Linked DNA regions of Mus musculus: region 1 is linked to region 2. The links are chromatin contacts, called in public HiChIP or PLAC-seq maps. All regions are on one chromosome and are shown on one strand. The core of a region is the stretch at or near the end of the contact, and the rest is flanking DNA. Distances in the headings are between cores, read along the strand shown. Region 1 holds the start of Igfn1 (immunoglobulin-like and fibronectin type III domain containing 1). Region 2 holds the start of Nav1 (neuron navigator 1).

The links. HiChIP or PLAC-seq counts read pairs in DNA pulled down with a chosen protein or histone mark.
Region 1: a contact with region 2 is called in an H3K4me3 HiChIP or PLAC-seq map of embryonic stem cells, with 10 read pairs. The contact joins the promoter of Igfn1 here to the promoter of Nav1 in region 2. A contact is called at or near these places in 1 of 484 Hi-C or Micro-C datasets (embryonic stem cells) and 1 of 115 datasets of contacts at active chromatin or transcription factors (embryonic stem cells).

The regions. Positions count from the first base shown.
Region 1 is chr1:136,003,193-136,009,644 of GRCm38.p6, forward strand. It overlaps Igfn1 (immunoglobulin-like and fibronectin type III domain containing 1), which reads right to left and starts at 3,150. Exons shown (of 27, transcript NM_177642.3): 1 at 3,129-3,150. The coding sequence starts at 3,150. It also overlaps a transcript of Tmem9 not described here.
Region 2 is chr1:135,580,586-135,586,820 of GRCm38.p6, forward strand. Nav1 (neuron navigator 1) reads right to left here and starts at 4,770. Exons shown (of 30, transcript NM_173437.2): 1 at 3,970-4,770. The coding sequence starts at 4,735.

The DNA.
Region 1 (6,452 bases), core at 1,900-4,399, 420 kb after region 2:
ACCAAAGCTTTGCTTGCTTTCTCCTGTTTTATATTCGACGACCCAAGTCCATGAAATGGTGCCACCCACCTCAAGGGTGGGTCTTCAAACCTTAACTAACTCTCACAAACGGATAATTGTAGACTCTGTCAAGTTGATAATCGATATTAACCATAAGTCCACTCCTTGTCAACTTGACATCAAAACATCACTTTTAAGTTATAACCTTCCACCCCTTGTCCCCATAGGCTCTTGGGCATCTTATAATGCATTCAGCCCAACTTCATAAACTCTCACAGTCCTTTTGTGAGTTTTTAAGAAATGTGCTTGTATATGTGTATATGAGGGTATGCCATCTGTGAGCAGGTACCTGCGGAAGCCACAAGAAGATCTCCCACAACTAGAGTTACAGGAAGTCATGGCTCACCCAGCATGAGTGCTGGGATCCAAACTTGAGTCCTCTGTGTCTTACTTTGGGTTTCTATGGCCGTTACAAGAGACACCTTGAACATAGCAATTCTTAAATGGAAAGCATTTCATTGGGGCTGGCTTACAGTTTCAGAGTTCACTATTGTCATGGTGGGAAACATGGCAGTGTACAAGCAGACATAGTGCTAGAGAAGGAGCTGAGAGGTCTACGTCTTGATCTGCAGGCAGCAGAAGTGAATTGTGAGCCACTAGGCAGGCCTGAACTTCTGAGACTTCAAAGCCAGCCCCTTCAGCCCAATCAGGTCACACCCACTCCAGCCAGGCCACACTTCCTCCAACAAGGCCACATCTCCTAATAGTGTCACTCACTCTGGGCCAAGCATTTAGCATTAAGTCTCTGGAGCCATTCCTATTCAAACCACCACACTCTGAAAGCACTATCCATCATTAACAGTTCTAATAGTGTTCAAATGTGAAAGTGAAGAATCCTTTTTAAGACTCAGGCAATCTCTTAACCATGAGTCTCTGTATCAGCACACAGTAAAATTCCTACTTCTGAAGAGAGGAATCCATGACAAGAAATATCAGCAAGCCAAACATGGAAACCTGTCCATTATCTGGGGTTCCTAATGGAATGATCATCTAGATTCCAAAAGGCCCAGCATTCTCGAGAACATCTTTAATCTCAGCACTCAAGTGGATCTCTGTGAGTTCAAGACCAACCTAGTCTACATAGTGAGCTCCAGGACAGCCAGAGCTACAAAGTGAGAGCTTGTCTTGAAACAAACAAACAAACAAACAAACAAACAGGAAGAGAGAAAAGATTCCAAAGGGCTTTAGTAAAATTTCAACTCCCTTTCGAGCACACAGGTATCCTATTTCTTAGGTCGGTGTTACTTCATGACTACGGATTTCTTTGTCAGACATCTCATGGTCCTGTCATCTCCAACATCCTGCCATCTCTATTCTAACTTAAGCTTCATCTTCCTGGCTTCATACAACGGCTAGTTTCCTTAACAAGTATAGCTTCTTCCTCAGCATCAGCCTTGTCCACAATGTTAAATTCCACCCTCTCATCTCCAACGGGCACATTCCTCATATCTTGCTTCCCTACTATTCCTGCCATCTTTACTCCTCTCTAGTTGTAGGCCCGTGTAAGCGCAGTGAACAACAACCATGCCACTGCGGGATGCTAGTGCTATCTTCTCTTGAGAGTTCCTCTGACAAACCAACTAGCTGATTACTTTAAAATTCTGCCCTAGTCAAGTTCTCAGGACATGGGCAGATATAGACAGGTTCTTTGCCACATAAATGGCCTGTGGTCCAGTTCCCAACATTTCCTCTTTTCCTTTGAAACCTCATGAACACCCCTCCAACCTCCCACCCCCCACGCCCCCACACACATACACACACACACTGAATACCTCTTCCAACATCCTGGCCTTCCAAACTCCCATCAGAATGACCTACTAAGCTCAGCTTGTGCTTTAATGCTTTTCCAGCTCCAAGTTCCATTCCCCACCCCCTGCCCCCCACATTCTTCCCAGAAACCAGTTCTAACACGGTCAGATTTGTCCCAGCCACAACCTCACTCTGGTTACTAGTTATTTTTCCGGTTGCTGTAGCAGAATATCTGGTAGGAGCAATGTAAGGAAGGAAGGAAGGAAGGAAGGAAGGGTCACCTTGGCTCACAGGACACATCCATCATGCAGGGGGCACAGCATCAGGCATGACATAAGTAATCACATAGTATCTTCAGCCAAGAAGCAGAAAGAGATGAAGAGCCAACATCCAGCTCTCTTTCTCCTGGACCCCGGGCCACAGGACAGTGATACCCACAGTTATCCTGGGTCTTCCCATCTCAATTGGTTTAGAAAATCCCTCACAGACATGTTGAAGGTTTGTTTCCTGTGGTTCTAGATCTCTTTAAGTTAATAATCAGTACTAATCAGATATTTAGATATTTAATGTTTTGGAGTATTAGAAATCTAGTCCACCAGGTCCTGGTCTTGACCCTAATAGACCCAAAAAGGATCTAGAATCTCAGTGGTAGGTGCTATGAATGTCTAAGACGTGGAGAAATACAGACACCATCAGAGGTCATAGAAAGAGATGTATGATCTTGGACATGGGACTTATATCTTGAGCCCAGTGACCTGGCTGCTCATATCACACTGTCCCCTTACCAGGAAAGGCCTCTGAGTACCCAGTGATTGTATTGATATGGGAGAAAAATCACATTAGGATTCCTCTGTGTAACTAGCAATTGAGACTAGCGAACTCTCCTCACAGTCCCTTGATATTTAGAGTAGGGCCTTCCAAATTCCAGGCTCTATTTATTTATTTTTCTATTTATTTTTAAAAAGAATTTCACTCTTATTATTAATTATAGATATAGTAAGGCACATGTGTACATGAGTGCAGGTGTCCATGGAGACCAAAGTGCTGGACCTCCTAGAACTGGATTACAGATGGTTGTGAGCAACTTGTTATGGATGCTAGAAATCAAATGTGAATCCTCTTAAAGAGCACTTTTAGCTGTTGAGCCATCTCTCCAGCACCTAGGTTTTATTTTTTGCAATGATAGGAATCAAACCTAGGGCCTCATTCATACAGACTAAAGCCCTGTAACTTCTTAAAGGTATGCAAAAATAAGCCAATAAATACCTTTTAACAAAGAAAAATAAAGGTATGCACTAAGCACATAATGTTTAACAGACCTTGTGTTCGCATCTCATTCATGCTGGGACATTTAGTAGAGGGCTGGCTGGGCTGAACAAGACACTAACATACATGTGTCCTCATGCCATGTCCCTCTGGGACTGGTTTTCCTGTGTCAGGTAACTGTAGGAACCTGCCCCCTCCTCCATATTCCTTCTTGCTCGTCCCTCTCAAAGATGGCAGGCTGCTGCTCTTCCCCAGGCTGAGCCAGCTGCAGTTGGCTATGATTAATGGCATCTATTAACAGCAAGTTGTAAACAGATCAGGTACACAGTGCCCATGAAGATCTCACCTCCCTAAACCCCTTGCCACCCCATGACTACTCTTTAACTTTCCAGGCTCCTGCTTCTCCCAGCCTGAGAAACATGGCCTAGGGAACGCTTTACTAAGGGACTCAAAATGTTTTGGAAGTAGGAAGCAAACCTATGGGGCAAAGTCCAGAATCCTAAAATTGGGCCAGGATGAAGGCCCAGGTCAGGGAAGCCGATTTGCAACAGCCTCAAAGAACTATCAAGGCTGCCTCTAGGCTGCCTGGACTTGGGCAAATTACCTCCCCATCTCTGGGCCTCAGTTTCCCTATTGAGTGAGCAATTGGCTCGAATATTTTCCAAACTCCTGCTAGAATCATTAGAGCCGCAGAGATCCTTATGGACATCGCTAATTAGTCCCTGCAAATAAGCAGGCTCACTCCACTTCCCCAACCAGCTACCAGTGTCTGTCCAAGCAATAGTTCGGTTTCCTTCTGGTTAATTATAACCAATTTAAGAACCAAACCACAATTTCTTAGGGGGAACATCCAGAGGAGGATGGGAGACCCTCAGTCCAGAAGAACCCATAACTTTCTGAAGATTCTCTCCTTTAACCCACAGAATAAGGACATGCCTAGGAGGTCAGCTTAACCCATTTGAACAGATGAGAAAAACGGGCCCACAGAGACACCTTGATGGCGGGTGAGTGGCAGCTGGAGAGATTAGGATTAGCGAGTCTGGGTCAGCCTCTGGTCTCTCAATGCTCCCCAGAACGCGAACTGAAAGCCTTTAAAGCCCGGAAACCCAGCCAACTATGAATGCAATCTGAGGTAGGTAATCTCTGCGTGTGAAGTGATTATGTGTAAAAACAGTGGATTAGTGTGTCCGTGCAGCTATGTCTCCTGGGATCAGCGGGACCTAGCCTCTTACCCCGCCTTGGGACACAGAGCGGTGACCTCCCTAATGCAATGCAAGACCACCAGCACTCGCGCGTGGAGCTCAGTAACCCCGTACATTCTGCTGTACGTCTTCACCCGGTTTTCCGCAGCGACCTAAGCCTTTTGCATTCTGGGCAGGAACGCTGTGGGTTGAGATCCTGACCTGGGGGCTCGCGCACCCCCACAGCAGGAAAGCACAGAGGCTCTGCAGCAGGATCCTCCCTTCTCAGAAATCCTTCCAAGCTCTGGGGAAAGCTGAAGCCAGTGGGCAGCCCGCTACACCGCAGACGGTCCGGGAGATGTGTCACATTTTTCTCCGGGTTAATTACCTCGGGCTGGGAATCCGAGCCGTATCTGTCTCGGGCACAACAAGCCTTGTCGCCTGGTGGGAGAATCTTAATCTTTCTAAGGTGACAGCTGCTGGCCTGGGACAGAAATGTCCTTATTCTGGGGGCGCCACCTGTTGCACTAAACTGCAAAAAAGCCCAGGAGTCTAGATTGAGGTGGAGCCTTTCGGAACAGGGTGACCAGGATTGGACAGATGGAATGTCAGATTACCCGTAGGCGGGGCTAGGGTCGGACTTGGCTTAGAAGGAAGTCTCTCTTGGTGAGCCCCACCCACTTTATCCCTGAAACACACAGGGCACTTGCCCTTTGCGTCCACATGGGCAAATATTTAACCTTTCCATTTTTGCAGTGGCTTGTGAGTCTGGGTGTCCTGCAGAGTTTGACACATAACAGGCACCCGATACCTGTTTGTTGAATGTGTAAGTCCATCAGCTTGTCTGTCTCCTAGGAAAGTGCTGTTCCCAGACTAGCACGTATTTCATCACAGGGTTATGACTTGTCACGTGTGTCGCTAAGTAAAATGCTAAGCATCCAAATGGGCGTGTTTATCACTTTCAAAGGTAAGTCAGATGAGATCGACAATTTTTTGTTTTTCATTTTAAATTTGTTTTTAAAGTTTGTTTGTTTGTTTGTTTAATTTTATCTATATGAGTACACCGCAGTTGTCTTCAGACATACCAGATGAGGGCATCGGATCCCACTACAAATGGTTGTGAGTCACCATATGGTTGCTTGAAATTAAACTCAGGACCTCTGGAAGAGCAATCAGTGCTCTTAACTGCTGAACCACCACTCTGACTCCTCGATATTATTTCTAATCAACCTAATAACTTGAGCTGGTGGAGTGTATGATATCAGCTATTTGGAATTTTGAGACAGGAAGATTGCTGGAACCCCGGATTTTGGAGTTAGCCTGGGCAACATAGTGAAACTCATCTCTTAACAACAAACACAAATTACAATAATTGCCTTGCAAGTGGGACAGAAAAGGGTGAAGACTGTGGGGGATGCTGGCTGTTTGCTGCTTCTTTTGCTAATAACAGCTTCTGATGACATCTTGGGAGATGGCCTTGGGTGTATCATCTGACCTTTCTGCTAATCAACAGGCATTAGACCAAGTCCAGAGCATGTAACTAACTCTCTTCTATAGAGATGGGAGGGACCATCACTGCAGACTTACCCCTGTGGAATGCTATGAGGGAGCGGGAGCGCTCTCTTCCTTCCTCTTCATGTCTAGTTCCTTGGCCATTTCTTAGACTATATGAATTTCACACTTACTTTCTGTGTTTGACTATTCAGTGTCTGTTGCTTAAGACTAAAGCATCCTAACTGTGGGAATCACAACCACGTATTCCTGCTTTAGACAACCTGGTAAACATCCTTCCTTGATGCTAAACTGAAAAAAATCCTCGGTGCCTCCTTTAGACCCCATGAACTACAAATTCTATCCCTCTTCCCCAGGACATGCCTTGGCATGGTTAAGAGAGTTGTCATCCCCCAGATTCTCATATGATGTTCAAGGCATCCATTGCATTGACCCCTGTCTAAGTGCATTCTCGTATGTGCTCTTCGTGGTCTGTGTCCCTAAATGGAAGATAGCACTCAGCTAGATGGGTGAAAGATTCACTCGAGATCCATGGTTCTCAATCTGTGGGTCGCCACCCCCTTGGAAGTCAAGTGACCCTGAGACCATGGAAAACACAGATATCTGCATCACAATTCATAATAAAAACAAAAATACAGTTATGAAGTAGTAAGGAGATAATTTTATGGCTGGGGGGGTGGTCAC
Region 2 (6,235 bases), core at 3,520-6,019:
AACAGGACTCCCCGTCGACCCTTTGGTGGAGACCCAAGCCTGGCCTTGGATGAAGCCATCCTGAAAGTGGCAGGGAAAGAAATGGTCTGCTCGGTGGAAGGCAGGAGCCCTAAGGTCCTGTGTCATCTCCTATTCCACACGAGCACATTCACCGGCTGGCCCAGCATGTTGTCGCAAACCATCAACCTGTAATTCCAAAACTCCCCTCTAGCCAAATGCCACTACTCATTTGAAGGGCAGCAGGAAGGGTTGCCGACTCTTTCAAGGCCTCAGAGAGTTCCTGGGATCACCAAGCACACTTGTGGGTGGAGCTTCTGGTACTAGGTGAGCTTGCACACACACACACTCACACACACACACACACACACACCTGCCAGCTCAGGGCAAGTTATCTAGAGTCACGTGTCCACCCCACCCCCCACCCCCCAAGGCACAGGAGGAAGGATGGCGAGAAGTGCTTGGGAAAAGAGGTCATCCCCACAGCACTTGATACAAGTCCAGAGTGCATTCTCCGAAGCAATCCTTTCCCAACCCTCCTCCCCAACGCCCCAGTGCCTTAGAAATGGATAGCTTCCTGCCTTTTCTCCTTAATTGTATTTGGTCGGTGCTTCTGAGGGTAGAGAACTGTTGCCATGGAAACCCATCCATGGATGCCAGACACCTTCTGTGAAGAAATGGGACTAGGAATGCCAAGACCTGGGCTCTTTCTCACCCTGACCTCGGGTCATCGTAACTGTTTTACTCTGTTCCAGTCTTTCCTGAAAGGCTGAACGTTTGGGGAGTCAACAAACTGACTGCTTTAATCTTCCGATAAAGAGCTGATGAGCTGAAGAAAGTATGACTTGGGGGGTATAACTGTAATTTTAACTTCTCTATGTTAATATAAGTGCTCTTTGATCCACCCAGGATGTTTACCAAGGTCTAATCAATCCCAGCCTCTGCCCTTACAGGATGAGCCATGAGAGGGCCTCTTCCACTCATAGATGGGGAAACTGAGCCCTAGAGGAGGAACCAGAACTTAGGACTTCTGGACAAAGATTTGGAGAATATCACTTTCTGCTTTGCCCCTGAGCTAGCCTACTGTCCTTCCTCCAGAATCAAAACTATCTCAGGGACTATCAAGCTAGGGTACTAGAACTGGCCTATTTCCCCTGGGACTGGCCCTTAGCCTTCTATGCTTTCCACTGTCTCCAGCGGGGGACCGTAGTTACTTGGCAGCTTTCAGGTTAGGGAAGGGACCGAGAGCCTGGTTCGATCATCTGGGCCCCAGCTGAAACGGAAGGGGTGACCAGCTTGCAGTTCTTCCCCTTTATTCCACAAAGGCTCCTATTTGAGGCTGTCCCAGCTCCCTGCCCTTGGCCTGCAGAGTCGGGTCTGAGATGGTACCGGGGAATGTGCATAAGCTGATACTGGGCTTCAAGGGTGGGCGCAAAAACTCCTTGACTTTGGCCATGGGGAGACATCATCGCAGCCTCGTCCCCAGATGCTTGCCCTGCTGCACACCAGGGGCCTGTCCTGACCCTGGGCATACTTGTACAGGCCCTGGGATGCCAACTGGCTCTACCTTCTCCCTCACGCCTCCTGGTCCTCTCTACCTCATCTGCACACAGGAAGAAGGCTTGGCCTAAAGTCATCAGCCGCCTCCTATCATCTGACTAGACAGTATATTCTGGGGCCTGATGCCACCACCATATCTTGGTCTTCTCATCTAGAGGCAACACGGAAACCTCTGCAGACTTCACACCTCTCCCCTCCACCCGAAGGCGAAGCTCCACGGCTCTCCACGAGGCCATGAGAATGGCTCTGCTGGCCCAGGACCAGTGCACACACACCTTCATCAGACCCCTCCACACCTGTAGGCCCTTCCTCCTCTTAGGTCTCCCACAAAAGAGCTGTAACTGAGGACTCAGGAACGAATGGATTCTTCAGCACAGGCAGCAGGCTCTTGCCTTTGGCCCAGCATCTGACCAGTTAAAAAAGGGAGGAGGTCCCTGGTCGCCCGATAATTTGTTAAGTGATGGGGAAACAACAGCTCGGCAGGAATAAGGGACCACGGCTCAACTTCTCTTCCTCTCCTGTCCCTAGCCAACTCTACGACCATCTTTCAGAGTTTCTGTGGTGACCTTTCTTGAGAAGCGGCTAAGAGGCCTTTGATGGGCAGTGTGGGAAATGCCTTGACGAAGGAGGGCTGGATTAACTAACCCCACCCCAAACAGAGGAAGTCCTGACCTTAAACATGGGGCTCTGCCCTCTACTCCAACACCCCTCCTCCCCTGCCCAAAGCATATGAAGGCCCTTTCCCCTCAGCCCTTTTAGACTATGTACATTCATTCCGAGATAGCCCCATGTCTCAAGGCCCAATTCCATGGCCACCTCCTTCGGTGAGGCCTAAGACAGGCCTCCCTTCTCAGTCCCTCTCTAGACCCCAGTCCAGTTTTCATTCTCCACATAGCTCCCTGGGTGCCTGGTGCCTAGTTTTCCTTATTGTCTGTCTAAGCCCACTGAATGGAGAGCTCCTCGAGGGCAGGATCTCTGAGAGGCTCAACAGGCAATAGGGTGGCACTTCTGCCTGTCACTTCTACACACTCCACCCCATCCCTCCTTTCCACTCTCAAATCGAATTTGGGGAGGAGCCGAAAGGCACAAGGCTGTTTTCCTCCCTTTGCCCTTGTCCAGTCTGCACGAGCCATCTGTGTCAGAGGCAGAATCCTTGTTCACCAGACCCTCACCACCCCACAGGCGGGGAGGTCTCAGGAAGACTGCAGCAGGCTGAACAGGTTTCCTTCAGCATTCTCCAGGGGCCTTGGGCCAGCCCTAGCTTCTCTCTCCATCAATCTGGTCACTTAGACCGCCACCCTCCTCTTGGCCCCGCCCTTTCACACGCTCACGACACGCCCCTTCCCAGCCCCCAGCAGAGCCGGTACCAGACTACAAGGTACCCAGGAAGATGGGGTCCCTGGGCTCTGATGCCTGAGGACCCACATTCACTGCAACAAGTCTGTGCACTTAAGGTGGCTAGCAGCCGATCTCCCGCAGCTCTTGTACTGCTGGTGCGGGCTACCAAGGCACAGCCGCCTCCTTAGGCACATCTTCCATGTATCCTTGTCTGAGAACAGGGACTCCACAGAAAGAAAACACGGTTCCCGGGCTGGCTCGGGATTTTTTCCTCGGACTGTTCAGGCTTGGAGAACAATGGAGCAGCTCTCTGGCTTCCTCCGCCGAGCAAGCTTTGTTTCTCTCTTCCCGCCAGCTTGGCTTTCATTAGCCAAAGGGCAAAGGCTTCTCGGGAGTCTCCTTGCAAAATCCCAGACCTTTCCCTAAAACATTTAGGGGGATGGGGTGACTGCTTGGGGCTGGGGGAACGGACGTGTATCCAGATGCGCACAGCTGGCTGCCCGCCCGCCTCCCTGGCCCCAGACACTTCTTGCTGCCAGGTCCCCCACACCCGGGGAAATCCGACTCAAGCTCCCACCCGGGATTCACAGAGGAAGTGGAGCCTCAGCCCTGCTCCAAGGACCAACTAGCCCTCACATCTGCTTTCCCCACATCTTTGCTCTAGATCTCCTACCCTAGGCTTCCCTAGCAATGCTGGATGCTGTGTTATTCAGCGCAGACTACTCCTCAGCTGGTGTTTCTACCAACCTCACTGTGGTTTGCCATATTAGGACTCTGGACCTTAAAATTCAAGGGAGCTAATGATTTCTGAGCCCCCCAAGTCCCCCGTCTCCATTGTCCACCCTCACTTCCAACAAGCCACAGCAGAGCCCAGGCTCCCATCAGCGACATCTTTAAGACACACGTTAGCCAGACACAGCTGGAGGTAGGCCAGCTCTGCACATCTGGGCAGTAATACCCCTCCTAACCTGGCCAGTGATCGGTATAGAAGGGAGAAAGGGGGAAAGCAAACCTCTTCCTGCAGCTGGCCAGGAGAAAACCAGGGGCGGGGTGGGGCGGGGCAGCAAGTCTTACCTAGCATCTGGCTGAAGAGTAGCTGTTCTAGGTCGCCCAGCACGGTAACCACAAGCTCGGGGTCCACCTTGAGGAAGGCCCGCTCCTCCTGGCCCTTGGCAGAGGGCACAGTCCCTGAGCCCTTTTGCGCTTTAGCCTTGCTGGAAAGCAGTTCGTCATCCGATTTGCCATCATCGCTTACCGCTGCCTCAGGCGCCTTGCTGAGAGGCTTGACCTCCGCATAGGGTCCCCGAGGAATCCGGCTAGGTTTGCCTAGGCTGGGCGCTAGCGGAGCCAGTGGGGTCTTGGCGCCGCCGGTTGAGCCACCTTTGGGTTGGAAGAGCGAATGCTCAGACTTGGACAGCGTCTTGGACATCAGAGGAGTCTCGCGGCCCTTGGGCCCCAGTTTGCCCAAACCCTTGGGTGCTTTGGCCATATCATCACTCCACTCAGGCTCATACAGCTGCAGCTTTTTCTCGGAGTCCGTGAGAAACGAGAGGTTGGTGAGCGACTTCTGTTTGCGCAGGTTGGAGGTAGGCAGCCCGCCGGGGACACGACTGTCCACGCTGCCGGACTTGAAGACCTTCAGCTCCGCTGCACTGGCCTTGGCCATACTGCCACTGCCTCCTGCCGCCTTGGCGCGCTTGGGCAGCATGCCTCTGCCGTCCGCCGCGGCTGCCTTTCTGCTGGCTCCCCGAGACTCGTCCGCGCCCTCGTCGCCGCCGCTGCCGCTGCCGCCGCTCAGCTCCACCTCGGGCTGCACGCTCTTGACGCTGCTGCCCAGCATTCTGCCTGCGAGGAGCGCATGGACGATCCGCGCGTCTGCAGGCACGGGGCGGGGGAGGGGGCGGTAGTGCCGGGAGAGGAGGGGGCGGAATGGGGGGGAGGACGGAAGAAACCGCGGAGGAAGGGGAGAGGAAGGGGAGGGAGCAAGGGGGCGAGCGGAGGGCGAAAGGGAAAGAAATGCGGAGAAGGAAGCCGGGGAAGAGGAAAAGGCAAGGAAATAGCGGGTTGATGGGGCGGGGTCGAAGGAAAAGGGGCGGGGCGGGGAGAATATAAATTAAAAAATTTAAATCAGTCAAAGGAACGATAGAAGACCAGCGGCTCCATCGAAGCCAGGTCGTGTTGTGATGCTGGGATCTTGTCTCTGTCCCCCGGCTAGCCGATCCGTGCTGCGGGCTGCACACTCCGGGGCAGCGCCCTCTCTCTACTCCTCCTTCCAGCTCGTGGAGAGGCTGCGGGCTGCAGCTCCCAGCGAGAAAGAGGGGAGGGGGAAGGCGGGGAGCAAACAGGAGGAGGGGTGGAGTGTGCGCAAGGGGAGGGAGGTAGGGGAGAGAGTGTGTCTATTTCTGGCTCGGGAGGGGGAGGTGTCTGTGAGCTGAGCCCCGGGGGCACAGAGAGGATCCCACCAGTTTTTCTCCTTGCTTTCTACAGAGAGATGGGGTAGAAGGTTCCCTGCTGCATCTGGAAAAAAGCATGAGTGGAGGAAGGGAGACTTAGGGGTACAGGTAAAGGTCCTGGGAAAGGGTGTCTTTGACCCAGGAGAAAGAGTGGCCCTGTAGGTCTTGGGTAGAAACTGGCAGAGCCTGAGGGAAGCTCTCACAAACCGTTACCTTTGGTTTCCCTCAGAAATTCTTTACCTTTAGTTACCTTTAGTCTCTATGGTGTATTTTGCCCTCCTAAACCCAGAAGGTAAGGGACACAGGACAGAACAGGCTGCTTTAGACAGTGCCTAGGGTTGACAGGGACAGGGACCTGAGGGGTTGAAGCGGCTAACTGTTGGGTGCAGGAGTCCGAGTCACCATTCCACTTGATCACATGACCTTGTCAAAGTCATTGAACCTCTGTTGCTCTTACAATGGTTTTAATCCTAGCTTCCTAGGAAAAGGGGCTTTGGGACACTAAGGACACAGGAGAGTTAGCATAGGTCCCTTGGCAGAGCATTTTTTGTTTTGTTTTGTTTTTTGTTTTTGGAGGCGGGATTTCTCTGTGTAGCCCTGGCTGTCCTGGAACTCACTCTGTAGACCAGGCTGGCCTCGAACTCAGAAATCTGCCTGACTCTGCCTCCCGAGTGCTGGGATTAAAAGCGTGCGCCACCACTGCCCAGCTGCAGAACCAACTGAAGAGATCCTGGATATGTTTGTTCTATCAGCATAGGAGCTCTCCAAGTACCATGCTAGCCCAGAGTAGGTATTAATGACTCAGGCTCTGAGGCCAGATGGCTGGACACTGGGTGCTGGCCAGAGCCAAGGGTACTGACCAGAGCCCTGGGTACTTTAACTTCCAT